2 separate regions of the Mus musculus genome follow, and region 1 is linked to region 2. Evidence: chromatin contacts called from public HiChIP or PLAC-seq data. All regions are on one chromosome and are shown on one strand. Each heading gives the region's core, a stretch centred on a gene start, on an enhancer-like site or on the middle of the called end of the contact. The rest is flanking DNA. Distances are from core to core; before and after follow the strand shown.

The links. HiChIP or PLAC-seq counts read pairs in DNA pulled down with a chosen protein or histone mark.
Region 1: an H3K4me3 HiChIP or PLAC-seq map of bone marrow-derived macrophages shows a contact between it and region 2, with 4 times the contacts expected there. The contact joins two enhancer-like sites. A contact is called at or near these places in 1 of 484 Hi-C or Micro-C datasets (cortical neurons) and 1 of 115 datasets of contacts at active chromatin or transcription factors (bone marrow-derived macrophages).

What each region holds. Positions count from the first base shown.
Region 1 is chr15:6,386,987-6,393,883 of GRCm38.p6, forward strand. All of the region lies in intron 1 of Dab2 (disabled 2, mitogen-responsive phosphoprotein), which reads left to right. Among named protein-coding and RNA genes, the nearest start is that of Dab2, 3.7 kb to the left of the region's middle. Within about 2 kb of position 3,810, at least 54 of the 459 cell types and tissues checked have an H3K27ac peak or open chromatin away from gene starts, as enhancers often do. A contact at or near this core is called in bone marrow-derived macrophages, where this site is marked.
Region 2 is chr15:5,538,237-5,545,437 of GRCm38.p6, forward strand. It overlaps 5430437J10Rik (RIKEN cDNA 5430437J10 gene), which reads left to right. Exons shown (of 5, transcript NR_045274.2): 2 at 1,389-1,489. Among named protein-coding and RNA genes, the nearest start is that of 5430437J10Rik, 46 kb to the left of the region's middle. Within about 2 kb of position 1,510, at least 93 of the 459 cell types and tissues checked have an H3K27ac peak or open chromatin away from gene starts, as enhancers often do. A contact at or near this core is called in bone marrow-derived macrophages, where this site is marked.

The sequences.
Region 1 (6,897 bases), core at 2,560-5,059, 850 kb after region 2:
CTTTCTTTCTTTCTTTCTTTCTTTCTTTCTTTCTTTCTCTTTTTTTCCTTTTTTTTCTTTTTTTTTCTTTTTTTTCTTTTTTTGCGACCTACTTCTCTCCTTTGCTGGCTCCTCTCTTCCCATCCCTGCCTTGGCTGCAGACCTTGGGCGCTGGGGAAATCTTACAAATGAGACAGTGTACTCCGGGGAGAGCAGCGGGTTTTGTGGCCTGACATCTGTGGAATGCTTCCAAGGAATGCATTTTACCTTTGGGGTCGGACTCAAGGCGCCCATCCTGTGACATTTAACGAGTCCCTGTGTGTGTGTGTGTGTGTGTGTGTGTGTGTGTGTGTGTGTGTGTGTGTGTTGTACACGAGCCCTAGTTTTTAGGGCTTAGGGGACATCCCAGGGAATGCGCGGTGTGGCTGCTGACCACCTAATAAACTCCTGAATGATGTTCAGTTTTACTGTGCGACAAAGGCTGGGGACATGGTCTGTGCCTCCGAGGAGCTATTTTCTGCTGACTGACAGCACAGGGCATTAAAAATGTGAACTTTGTCTTATACCAGCATTCCTAAGAAAAGTATCTGCCCAAGCCACGTAACAAACTTGTTTTAAATCGTGAAGCGTTTGAATGCTGTTTTTCTTGACTGTTGTAAATTATTTGGAAGGATTAAGAATTCAAGAAGAGGGACTAAACTGTGTTTAAAACCTTGGAGACCCTGCCAACGTAGCGGTTCTCTTTGCGGCATAGAGCTGGCTGTTATTTCTTCCTGCCTGCTCTCCTCCACTTAATCCTGAGTCTGGAATTCAGCTCTGTAGTCGGTTTCAGATGGGAGCTGTGTGAATCCGAAGGGAAATTTAACTGGATTAAAAACAGTTAAAAAATATGGATGTTATCTCCACCCGAGGCACCCCCTCCCACCCTTTCCTCTTTCTTCGCCTGTGTTTGGAAGAAAGGGAGCCACCCTGTAAACCGAGAAGAGCAAAAACGAGCAAGCTTCCAGGCACATGGAAAGCTTTAAAAATTATGGAGGGGCAACTTCATGAATAGTAAATGTTGCTGTTGCTCTATAAAGATGAAAAAATTTCTGGCCCTAATCAGGCAAAGCAGGAGGGGAAGGGTGGAGGTAGATATAACTCCAACCTAAGTAATGGCAGAAAATTTGCCAAAATCCCTTGGAGATAGCTGATAAGGCTCCAGGAACGCTTCTGATGGGATGTCTAACCTACCTAGTTTACAATCTTGAGGCCTGGGTTCTGCACATAGTAGCAGTGACTGGTTGTTTAGAAAGGAGGGACTAGCCAGGACTCGGGAGCCACTGCTACCAAATGGCTTTTCATGGTGCTATCTTGTCCTGGATTAGGCTGCCCTGTTTTAGCTAGCTACCCCACCCACCAAGGACTCTACCTCTCTCCACTCCCTTGGTTGAGGCAGGGCACAGCAGTACTGAAAGAAATGTACTGGCTTGAGAATTTAGGAGTGTTGGGGATTCAGGCTTTGGAGAGGAAAACAGCTATCTAGACAAAGCAATGCTAGAGGAACACAGCTCAGAAGGCGAGATTAGCAAGAGCCCTTGAGAAAGCACCAGAGAGGTGTGGTGGTCTCTTCCAGCACTCGCATCAGACACAGACCACTTCTTCCCTAGTTCGTAGTCACTGTCTCCTAAAACTCGCTGGGTTCTTCCCAAGCCTTGTTTAAAAACCTAATCACAAACCCCTTCTTCCTCTACTGCAAACTCAAGCCCTTTTGTCCAACCGCGAGTCTAGAAACTTTTTCCCTGTAGGCTGCTATGCTCCGTCTTTGCCCTGAGTTCTGGAGAAGGAACCCAGGACCTTGGGCATGCTTGACAAGCCATGGAGCTGCGCTTCTCAATTCCTGGTTGGATGGTCTTACTCTGTAAACCCAGTCTAGACTTAAACTCATCATCCTCCTGCCTCTGCCTCAGGAGCCCTAGGACTGTAGGCGGAGGTGAGCACACCTCGCTAAGCTGGGCCACTTGTATTATGGCAGAAGAGAGAGATTGTGGAGGAATGGGAGGAATGTGTTCTGTCTTTGCCCTCCAGCACCCATGTATTTATAGAACTGATGATCCCGATTCTATTGATCTCCACCTGAGGATGTAAAGGAGGCTGGGAAGATAACCACAGGATGCTTTTAGGCCTTGCTGACTTGAGAAGAAAGAACAAAATCCAGAGGTTAGATCTCTCTCTCTCTCTCTCTCTCTCTCTCTCTCTCTCTCTCTCTCTCTCCTTTCCTCTTTTTCTTTTGGCATTTTGACACTGAATCCCAAAACTTATCTCTCTTCTCAGTGGGAGATTGAACACCCCCCCCCCCCCCAGTCATCGAGTCCTGGAATCCCAGGCGAGCGCCACCACACCCAGTTCAGAGTTTGCATTTCTGCTAAAGACTTAAAATTTCCAAGGTTAAACTAAGTCTAAATTCCTGTCCTTGGGCCTATTTATTTCTTGTCTTCCTCCAAGGGTTAGGTGGATTTTAGCTCACTTTGAAGATAGTTGTTGACGTGGTGAATGGTGCAAGAGCCTCCGGAAGCTGTGGACCAACTGGTCTGGACTGCTCAGCCATAGTTCTGTTACCTAAAAATTAAACGAGCAGGAAAACAGGGCTTGCTGGGTGGCTTGTAGCCACCAGGAAGTTTTGTGGGAAACTGTGCTCCTGGTGAGACCATGAGGAAGTCCCTTCTTCATTTCTCCCCCAGACTAAACCTATCACCACTTTGATGAAGCCAACTTGGAAGTACCCTGCGTTTCTTCGCCTCTTCTCTCTGTTGGGGTTTCATTCCTTTTCTTCTAGGACAGAGCTAGGATACTGGAATGGGTGGAGAGGCTGCTGAAGGGAACTCACTAACAACCTAAGTTCCTCCAGCTGAAGGCTTGCAAGGGTCCACCATTTAAACCTCCCTACCCTGGGCAGAATTAGGCTGGGAACCAGACTGGCAATCTGAAACACCTGAGTAGCAGGATGCGGCTGTTTTGGGTTTTGGGTTGGTTTGGCTTCCTCCTCCTTCTCCTTGGAGTTGTAATAAAAGTTGAAGCACTGTTACAGAATTGCAGAGGGCGGCCCAAGTCTCATTTAGATGACAAAGTATTCACATCAGATAAGTGTGTTTAAGGGAAAGCTAAATTATGGTAAGATATCCTAGTGGGTTAATCATAGCAATCAGAAGGGAAGCAAATGACCAGGTCTCCTGCTAGAGACAAAGCCCAAACAAATTCCTGATTAGGGGTACAAATGGTGCTGGATATCTTAAAGGCTTAGCAGTTCCTATATGCATTCATGTGCTAGCCGTGTCCCTCCTTCTGCCAACACAGCCCAGTTGGGTAGTAGTTGAAAGCATCTGCACAACTGTTAGTAAAATGACCGTGGACACACAGAATAACCTCTCGGTAATTCTGTTTTCTTATCTGGGGAAGAACAATAGTACGAAGGGCTGCTGAGAAGGTAAGTTAATCTATATCCTTAGAATACTTTATTCTGTTTGTCTATTTGTTTCTGCCCTGTGAACAATTGAATCAAGTGTCTTTGTGGCCCCTGAGAGCAAGTGGAGAATTTCTTAATCAGAGTGGAATACCACCCACCTATTTGAAAAATGGTAATCATTCAAGTATTCAATACTAAAAAAGCCTGTGTATTTGCTTGTGTTCACGCAAGAACAGACAGTTACTCTCTGTTCTCAGTGTGGAGGACTGCTATTTGGTTTGGTCAGAATGACCTCTGGTCTCATTTAAATCTTCCCCACACTCTCTCAGACTCCCAACAGAGAAAGAGTGACCCTTCTCCTGAAGTCAGCATTCTAGCCAAGGAAGTGGGAAAGGGAGGGACCACCCTGACTAAGCAGTGACTAGGCCAGGACACGGGCCCCAATACTATCTTGGTCCACATAGCTGGGCAGGTTGCCATGGTTACTCCCCTTCCTGCATCTTTCCACCACCCTGGAAGGAAACTTGCCTTCTCTAGCACAAGCAGAATCTGAACAAATTGCTTCCTGCTCTAAAAATGGAAGTTACTAAGTGAAGTAGAGCCTTTCGTTACTCATATGGCCCTTCCCTCACCCCTCAAACTTGTTTTAATTCTAATATAGACTTTCTAATCTTTGCTAGCTCTCACATCATCTAGACAACACAAGGCAGCTTATAAAATTTCAGTTATTACCTCAGTACAGAAGTTGCTTGGCAATTTCTTTCTCCTCTTTAACCTGCATAAACTAGCTGGGGGCAAGTGACCTGTGGCTGATCTAAGCTGGTAGGAATTCTCAGTAATGGGTCATGCCAATTTACGGTTTAGTTCTCGGGAAGTTACCAGGAAACAGAAAGTATGAAGAACATCTCAGATTTTTCAAGAAATATCTGAGTAAAGGGTGAGGGAAAAACAGGAAGTAAGGATACTAGAATGTTGGGTCTCTAATCCTGTAAGAGCTAAGAGTTGTTGCAACTGTGGAGTGGGTGCCTATGTGTAGAAAACCCTGGATTCAACCCCCAACACTACAGAAAAGGAAAATTAAGTTAAAATGCTCTTAAACCTGGAAGAAACTTGAATGACAAGTAGGTTTAATAAGCCTTGGGAGAAAGCAAAGCTAGTAAAAGCTAGTCCGTTTCACCACAGTGATGTGATGTAACACATTAGGCTGAAAAACTCTGCTCTCTGCAGAGGACATAAACTGCCACCTGTAAGCTGATTTGTAACAAATGAAGTCACCTGCCCAAGACTGCACTCTTGGGGTGTGATTCACAGCTAGAGAGATCTCTTCTTCTTCTTCTTCTTCTTCTTCTTCTTCTTCTTCTTCTTCTTCTTCTTCTTCTTCTCCTCCTCCTCCTCCTCCTCCTCCTCCTCCTCCTCCTCCTCCTTCTTCTCCTTCTCCTCCTTCTCCTCCTCCTTCTTCTTTTAAAGGTTTATTTATTTATTATATGTAAATACACTGTAGCTGTCTTCAGACACTCCAGAAGAATGCACATCAGATCTCACTACAGATGTTATGAGCCACCATGTGGTTGCAGGGATTTGAACTCAGGACCTTCAGAAGAGCAGTTGGTGCTCTTAACCATTGAGCCATCTCTCCAGCCCGAGAGACCACTTCTGAGAAAGGTTCTCAGAGTGTGGTCTTTCCACTCCAGATGGACTGAACCAAGCTGGCAGAAGGGCTTACCCAGCCGCATTCTACATACCTTTCATTTGATCTAAGAGTAACACTTATATTATAGTCCAGCTTTATGATCCAGTCACGCAGTGGAAAGCCTAACATGGTACTTCATCTCCTGCCATCATGGAAATAGTAAAGCAAAGCTATTTAAGTATGTTTAGCTGCATCTTCGGTTGCAAAGAGATGAGACAGCACATATTTATGTTTTACCCAGAATCCCAACATTGCTTTCTTGGTCCAAAGAAAACTATTGTAAACCTTAGTTTTATGACATTGCTGAACATCTAAATCCTTTCTCCTAGGCCAAAGTTCTTTAAAGAGTATAATTAATGTCACTTAGGAGACTGTCTCAGCCAACACTTTTTTTTTTTTTTTTCTAAAAAGGACTCCAGTAATCTACATCATTACCCTTAAACCAGGTGGCTTTTTCTACCTCATAGCTTTTACATTTGCTTTTCATGCCGTGTCCAGGAGCGCAGACAAGAGCCTCCACTGTAAATACACTATCTACTGCACTTGAGTTTTAGAGAGCTGTGTGTCTCAGGAAGGATCAGTCCATTCTCCCATTTAACTTCTATAACTTGTAATTAAAAAAAAAAAAAAAATTCCTGGACTTTGGGTTTAGCTCAGTTGCTGGAGTGCTTACCCAGCATGCACAAGGCTCTGGGTTCAGTCCCCACTGCTGAACTAATTGTAGCTCATACTAGTAATTCCAGCATTGGGGAAGTGGAGGCGGGGAAGGCCCAAAGTTAAAGAGCATCGGCATTATACAGTGAGTTTGAGGCCAGCCTGGGCTACTTACTGTCTCAGAAAAAGGTGTCTCCATTACTTAGCTCCTGCATGATCAGCTTGCTCCACATCAGCCCTAAAGGGGAGGCTTTAGTGTTTCTCTGAGTGTTGATGAAGAACCTCTGTGATCCATGATGCTGGGTTGGCCATGGAGAAACAACAATCCCAGCGAGTAGCAGTAAGGAAGAAGTCTGCATCAGGTGAGGCCCGTCTAGAGTTCTGCCAACCTTCCGTGGAATAGCAACTCCTGGCATTTCTCAGAAACAATACTAAAAGCCAGGCAAGTGACTCATTGGTAGAGGTTCTACCGAGCACACATGAGACACGGGATTTGATTGCCAGTTTTAAAAGGAGGTGGCTCAGTGTCCCTAACTTTTAGCTATCACATTCACCTTGCAAAACAGTCCTAAGAATGATTGGTGTGGGGGCTGGAGAGATGGATCAGCAGTTAAGAGCGCTGACTGCTCTCCCAGAGGTCCTGAGTTCAAATCCCAGCAACCACATCATGGCTCACAACCATCTGTAATGGAATCTGACACCCTCTTCTGGTGTGTCTAAAGACAGGTATAGTGTGCTCATAAATAAAATAAATCTTTTTTAAAAAAGAAGAAGAAGAAGAAGAATTAATGTGGGTAGAGATCCCACTTGAGACTAAAGTATGTATGGTGTCATCCAGAAGTCGATTAGAGAACTCTGCTTCTGAGATGAATGAGGTTAGTGGTTCAAAGCTCCTACAAATGCCCATGTCCACAGTCCAGCTTCGCCGTAACACAAGAGGTGTAACACCTGAATTTCCTTCTTCCTCTCGGTAAAATGAGCTGACTCAAAGTTACAGCTAAAGGGAATGGAAAGTTCCTGAGGGTGTCTGCTGACACAGACAGATGCTCCTTTCAAACTGTCATTCCCAGTGCAACAGCTGGGCTGATGTGTGGGAAACATTCTTATTCTCCTTCTTGCTGAGTTTTAGATA
Region 2 (7,201 bases), core at 260-2,759:
CTCTTTATCTAAAGGAGTGGCTTTAGGAATTGATGTAAAAACATTCTCATCTCAAATAAGATAGTTTATTCTGGAACCAAATATGTGTGACCATGTCCTGGGAACACAGGCTTAGATTACCCTAAATTATGTTTCAATATACAAATAGCTTCCTGAAGGTTTACAGTAACAAAACAAAAATCGTAAAATCAAGACCTTTTTCAACTCCATGGATGGGAACATGAGAGAGGCAGATAAAAGTGCCCAGAGTGAGGTCTCAGCCACAGGCCTCAGGTGCTTCCTCAGAGCAACAGCCGTAGCCTCTTGATTGGTGTGGAGTATGGTTCTGTTAAGATAATGTATCCCCAAAAGCATTTAGCTCCTTGTCACAGGATATTAGATCTGGTACACAGACAGCTCTTTAGGGAGCCAAGCATAGGCAAGGTAAGTTGTAATTAGGCTCTGTACCTACAACATTCAAACGTCCGCACATCACTCAAGTTAAAAGCAGCCAATTAGCCTCTGCCAACACAGTTTCTCTCTAGCAATTTTCCTTGAGAGTAAGCTAATATAAATCCCTAAGCACACTTGAGGTTTGTCTATGCTTTTGATGAAAATGACTGCTTAATCAATAAAACCTATCAGGACGGAGGTTTGGAATGTTGTGACAGCATTTGTTAATATGCTCTGACTCACTCAATAAATATGGCAGGCTTGGGAGCCAGGCATTACTCTGAATATTCTCAAAGAACAGTGAAAATATAGTTTGCTTATGAAACTTCAGGTAAAAGTTGCCTGGAGGGATCTTTTGCACTCAGAAGACAAACCACTATGCTTTTATTACATTTGGTCTGGAAACCATGCTTTAAGACATGCATACAGGGAAACGCTTTTCTTCTGTTTCCTTAGGTAACTGTAGAATGACGCTAAAGAGCCTTTCTTTTCCCTATTTTGGTATTTAGTGTTGAGCAGTGATGGGGCAGCTCTAATGATGGGTACTGTACAACAAGCAAGGATGTTGTTTCTGCAGCAGAGATTTAAAAAACAAACTAAAGGAACAGTGTTCACCACAAGTAGGATGGTTGACATATTAGTTACAAGGAGAACACAGGGGAAATAGATCTACATTGAAACAAAGGCTAAAATTTCAAATAATGTTAGTGCTTAGCAGAAAAAAAATATGGTAAAGGAAATACTTTGAAATTGTGCTCTCTCTGTGCATTACCTCATTCATCTCTATGGTAATCTGAACGCACAGTGGCCAGGCGTTCTTCCCATTGAGCAATGAGGAAGTGGCGCACGAGGCACTTGGTTATATAACTGACTTAGAGATGAAGACAATGTAAGAGGCAGACTCTTGGGAGCTTTGGGGGACTTCTTCAATGATGTGATTGTTTTGTCTTTCCCAGACTTTGTGAGCATCTCACAGCCCACTCAAGACTATGTTCAGGATACTCCATAAGAAGTGCTGCCTTCACCCCAGGCTGCTGAAAAGCAGGTCACAGGCTAGGTGAGTCAACCAATAGTTAACTTCTGACAGACACTGTTACACAAGGTTAGCTGTCTAGTAGAGTCTCATACCAACAGAGCTGACTCATTACTCTCTGAAATCAAATGTGTTGAGCCTTCCCCTCCTCCAGCTTTCTAGCATTTTTGAGCTTGGGTGAGTTTACACATGCTAGAGTGAACATTTTATTGATACAGCTATCTATGAGTTTTCTCCATCTCCATGCAACCCTTCACCCATACTCCTGTAAGTAATTCCATTAAGCTCATTGGTTCATCAAATTGGACTTTGGTGGTATCCTTACTTTGATCTGTCATTACTTCTTATTTGAGGTGAGTCCATATGTGTTAACATTTCCTCAGGAATAGTGTCATGCAATACTGCACCACAATCATCTTTCGTCTAAAAGTGTCACATCTTTTCATCATGGAATAAAATAGTCAGGATAACTTATGTAAATATTGTGAAATTTAGCTGAATTTTTTCTCTGTATATAAATATATCTTTCTAGCTCTCTGGGATTTAGTGAACAGACTCACTTACTTGAAATATTTCCTTTATTGAAAAAAATTTTTTCATTTTTTAATTAGGTATTTTCTTCATTTACATTTCAAATGCTATCCTGAAAGTCCCCTATTACCCGCCCCCCTCCTCGCTTCTTGGCCCTGGCATTCCCCTGTACTACTGGGGCATATGTGTATATATATATATGTGTGTGTGTGTATATATATATATATATATATATATATGTATATATATATATATATATATGTGTGTGTGTGTGTGTGTGTGTGTGTGTGTGTGTGAGAGAGAGAGAGAGAGAGAGAGAGAGTTCCATATTTTAGAGGACAACTTGTGGTGGTCAGTATACTCCATTACTATATGGAACACTACAGGAATTAAGGTTAGATGGTTAAATATTGGGGCAGCAACCTTTAAATGCAGACCATTTTTGATCAGATTAAAAAAATGTTTTGTTTAGTTTCCTTTTATTACAGTAGGTATAATTACTTATTCTGAAGATATCAAGATATTTATAATTAATAATGAATTCTCATAATTTCCTGTTAAAGCAGTAACTTGGGAAGGCGAAGTTTTGCATTGAAGCTGACCTACAGTAAGTCTGAGAATAAAATGGAGAGAACTCCATGAACATATTTGAAGACGGTGATATCATTTCTTAAGATAAGATTGCATTTGAGTCTTTTGTAAATCTTTTGGTTCCATATTTTGCTGTGTAAAATGTCCTCTGGTTTGTAGCCTGTGGCCTTTGTAGGGATAACTCTAACTGACTTCCAGTCGCTTTGGGAAAATGGCAAGCACCAGCATCTGGATCGCTTCATAAACCCTGTCTGTCCAGTCTGTGTAGCAGGGAGCCGCAGGTAAGCCTGCAGACATCTGTTCACCCTCCTTCAGTCAACATTTAAGTAAAGTTGCGTCTGAAATGATCTAACATTTCCCACTCATCATCCCTGCACACAGAGAAGTCTAAATCAACCAACACTCCATCCTGCCCTAACCTGTACAAGTATCTGGGTATTTACTAAAGCAGTATTTCATAAGTATTAATATTTTATAGATCTATTTGATTAGATTATATAGCAGTTCAGCTTGAATTTTTTCCTGTTTGTAGAGTTTTTGAGTCTGGTTTGAGATTCCATTCAGCTATTTCTTAATCCTGGGAGGGAGCTTTGCTTTATGGTATGTGTAGTTGAGAGCTCCTCCCTTTTAAAATGTGACATTTATAATCAGTGATACAAACAGCCTAACAAAACTATAGTAATCAAAAAGTTTTCACAAAAGTGTAGCTTTAGATATAGGAAGCTTATTTTTATTAGATTGATTTTTATTGCCATGAAAAATAAAAGGACCAAAAGCAATTTGGGGTCCACACCTCTACTAGAAATCCCAGAGAACTGCAGCCATCAGAGACCACCAGGTGAGACCTCTACTCCAATTCCCTACTTGTTTCCCTACAATTTCCCTCTGGGAAAACCCAGCCGCAGTGAGTTCTGCCTTGCCCCCTCTGCTCTCCATTTCTGGACTACAGCTTGCCTATATCCCTGGAGGCCTGTGGCCATCTGGGACAACTAGGTGTGATCTTCAACCCTCAAGTTCCTACTAGCTGGTTCCTCTGGCAAGCCCAGCAGCCACGAAGTCTTCCCTGTCCCCTCTGTGCTCTATCTTCTGGTTCTCACCTCTACCCGCAATGCCAGAGGGCCACAGCCAGGTGAGACCCTATCCTAACTCCCTGCCTGCTGCCCTCCCCAGGCCAACTCTGCTGCAGTGAGCTCTGTTCTGTCCCCTCTAAACTCAGGCCACAGCTCTGCCTGCATTCTACCTGGCCATACGGGACTACCAGCTCTGCTTGAATCTCTGTAAGCCTGCTGCCACTGGGGGCAACAAGCTCTATCTGCAATCCCAGAGGTCTGCTGCCATCAGAGACTACCAACTCAAACTGCATGCAGCCCTAGAGGCCTGCTGCCATATAGGACTACCGGGCCTGCCAACACTAGGAACAACCAGATGGCTAAAGGCCAGGGTAAAAACACAATCAACCAAGGTCAGGGCAATATGGTACCACCAGTTCCCAGCAATTCTACCATAGTAAGACCTGGATAGCCTAAAACATCTGAACCGCAGGAAAATGTCCTTAAATCTAATCTTATGAAGACAATAGAGGCCTTTAAAGACAAAATGAATAAATCTCTTAAAGAAATATAGAAAAGTACAATCAACTAAGTCGAGGTTCTTAAAGAGGAAATGAATACATATAAAGAAATAGAGGAAAATACAATAAAACACGTAATGGCAATAATAAAACTGTTCAAGATTTGAAAATGAGAAAAAGAAATTAAAATGCTCACAAACGAAGGCAATCCTGGAGATGAAAAACTGAGGAAATATAGATGCAAACATCACCAACAAAATACAAGAGATGGAAGAGAGAAACACAGGTATAAAAGATGCAACAGAAGAAAATGTTAAATCTTTTTCTTTTTCTTTTTTTTAGGTATTGTCTTCATTTACATTTCCAGTGCTATCCCAAAAGTTCCCCACATGCTCCCCCACCCACTCCCCTACCCACCCACCCCCACTTCTTGGCCCTGGTGTTCCCCTGTACTGAGGCATATAAAGTTTGCACGACCAATGGGCCTCTCTTTCCACTGATGGTCAACTAGGCCATCTTCTGATTCATTTGCAGCTAGAGACACGAGCTCTGGGGTATTGGTTAATTCATATTGTTGTTCCTCCTATAGGCTTGCAGACCCCTTTAGCTCCTTGGGTACTTTCTCTAGCTCCTCCATTGGGGGCCCTGTGATCCATCCTATAGATGACTGTGAGCATCCACTTCTGTGTTTGCTAGGCCCTGGCATAGTCTCACAAGAGACAGCCATATCTGGGTCCTTTCAGCAAAATCTTGCTAGTGTATGCACTGGTGTCAGCGTTTGGAAGCTGATTATGGGATGGATCCCCGGATATGGCAGTCTCTAGATGGTCCATCCTTTTGTCTCAGCTCCAAACTTTGTCTCTTTAACTCCTTCCATGGGTGTTTTGTTCCCAATTCTAAGAAGGGGCAAAGTGTCCACACTTTGGTCTTCGTTCTTCTTGAGTTTCATGTGTTTAGCAAATTGTATCTTATATCTTGGGTATCCTAAGTTTCTAAATCTTAAAAGTTTCTAACATGAACCATCCAGGAAATTTGGGGCATAAAAAGACCAAACCTAAGAATAATAGAAATAGAAGAAGGAGAAGAGTGCCAGCTCAAAGGCCCAGAAAATGTTTTCTAAAAAATCATAGAAGAAAATTTCCCTAATCTAAAGCAAGAGATGGCTATAAACATACAGGAAGATACAGAACACCAAGGAAATTGGAAACTCATCCTCCCAAAACACCAATCACAAAAGAACTCACATGATATGCACTCACTGATAAGTGGTTATTAGCCCAGAAACTTAGAATACCCAAGATATAAGATACAATTTGTGAAACACATGAAGCTCGGGAAGAACAAAGACCAAGGTGTGGATACTTTGCCCCTTCTTGGAATTGGGAGCAAGGCACCCATGGAAGGAGCTACAGAGACAGAGTTTGGAGCTTAGACGAAAGGATGGACCATCTAGAGGCTGCCATATGTAGAGATCCATCCGATAATCAGCCTCCAAATGCTGACACCATTGCATACACTAGCAAGAATTTGCTGAAAGGACCCTGACAGACTTTATATGCCTCAGTACAGGGGAACACCAGGGCCAAGAGGTGGGAGTGGGTGGGTGGGGGAGTGGGTGTGGGGGACTTTTGGGATAGCATTGGAAATGTAAATGAAATAAATGTCCAATAATATTTAAAAAAAAAAACCAGGAAAACAGGAAAAACAAAACAAAACAAAAAAAACCCTCCCATCCATATATCCCTTCTATAATAATCAAAACACTAAATATATAGAACAACAACAAAAAAGAATAGTAAATTCTATAAGGGGAAACGGCCAAGTAACATATAAAGTCAGATGTATTAGAATTATCCCAGAGTTCACAACAGAGACTTTAAAAAACACAATGGCCTGGGTAGATGTTTTACAGTCTCTTAAGCCTATGAATGATACCATGTCAAACTTTCAAACACTATATGGACAGAAAAAAAAAGAAAAAACCAAAAAAAAAAAGATATTCTTTGAGAAAACAAGAGATTGTTGACAAGAGCCTCAATCATCCATTGGATGGAATACAAGGTCCCCAGTGAAGGAGCTAGAGAAAGGACCCAAGGAGCTGAAGAGGTTTGAAGCCCCAAAGGAGGAACATCAATATGAACTAACCAGTACCCCCAGAGCTCCTTGGAACTAAACCACCAATCAAAGTAAACACATGGTGGAACTTGTGGCTCTAGCTGTATATGTAGAAGAGGATGGCCTAGTCGGTCATCAATGGGAGGAGAGGCCCTAGGTCCTGTGAAGGTTCTATATGCTAGTATAGGGGAATGCCAGGACCAGGAATGGGAGTAGGGGGGTTGGGGAGCAGGGGCAGGGGGGAGGGTATAGGGGATTTTAGGAGGGGAAGTTAGGAAAGGGGATTATGTTTGAAATGTAAATAAAGAAAATATCTAATAAAAATATTTTCACACACAAAAAAGAGAAAACCAAATTTAAGCAATATCTTTCCACTAATCCAGACCTACAGAAGATACTAGAAGGAAAACTTCAAAACAAGGAAGGTAACAAAAACCAAGCAATAAATAATTTCACACCAGGAAAATCAAGAGACTCTTCCCCCCCACACACCACACACACACACACACACACACACACACACACACACACACACTCACTCACACTAGCACCATCAATAGCAATATACTAGGAATTAACAACCATTGGTCATTAATATCTCTCAATATCAATGGAGTCAACTCCCACCTCCCCAAAAGACACAGGCTAGCAGAGTGGATGTATAAAGAGGATCCATCATTCTGCTTCATGCATGAAGCACACCTTAGCAACAAAGATATAGTAAAGAGTTTTAAAAAGGTTTTCCAAGCAAACAGACTCAAGAAGCAAGCTGGAGTAGCCATTCTAATACCTATTAAAATAGACTTTCAACCAAAAGTAATCAAAAGAGATGGGGAAGGACACTTTATACTCATCAAAGGAGAAATCCACCAAGAGGACCTCTCAGTTCTGAACATCTATGCCTCAAATGCAAGGACATCCACATTCAT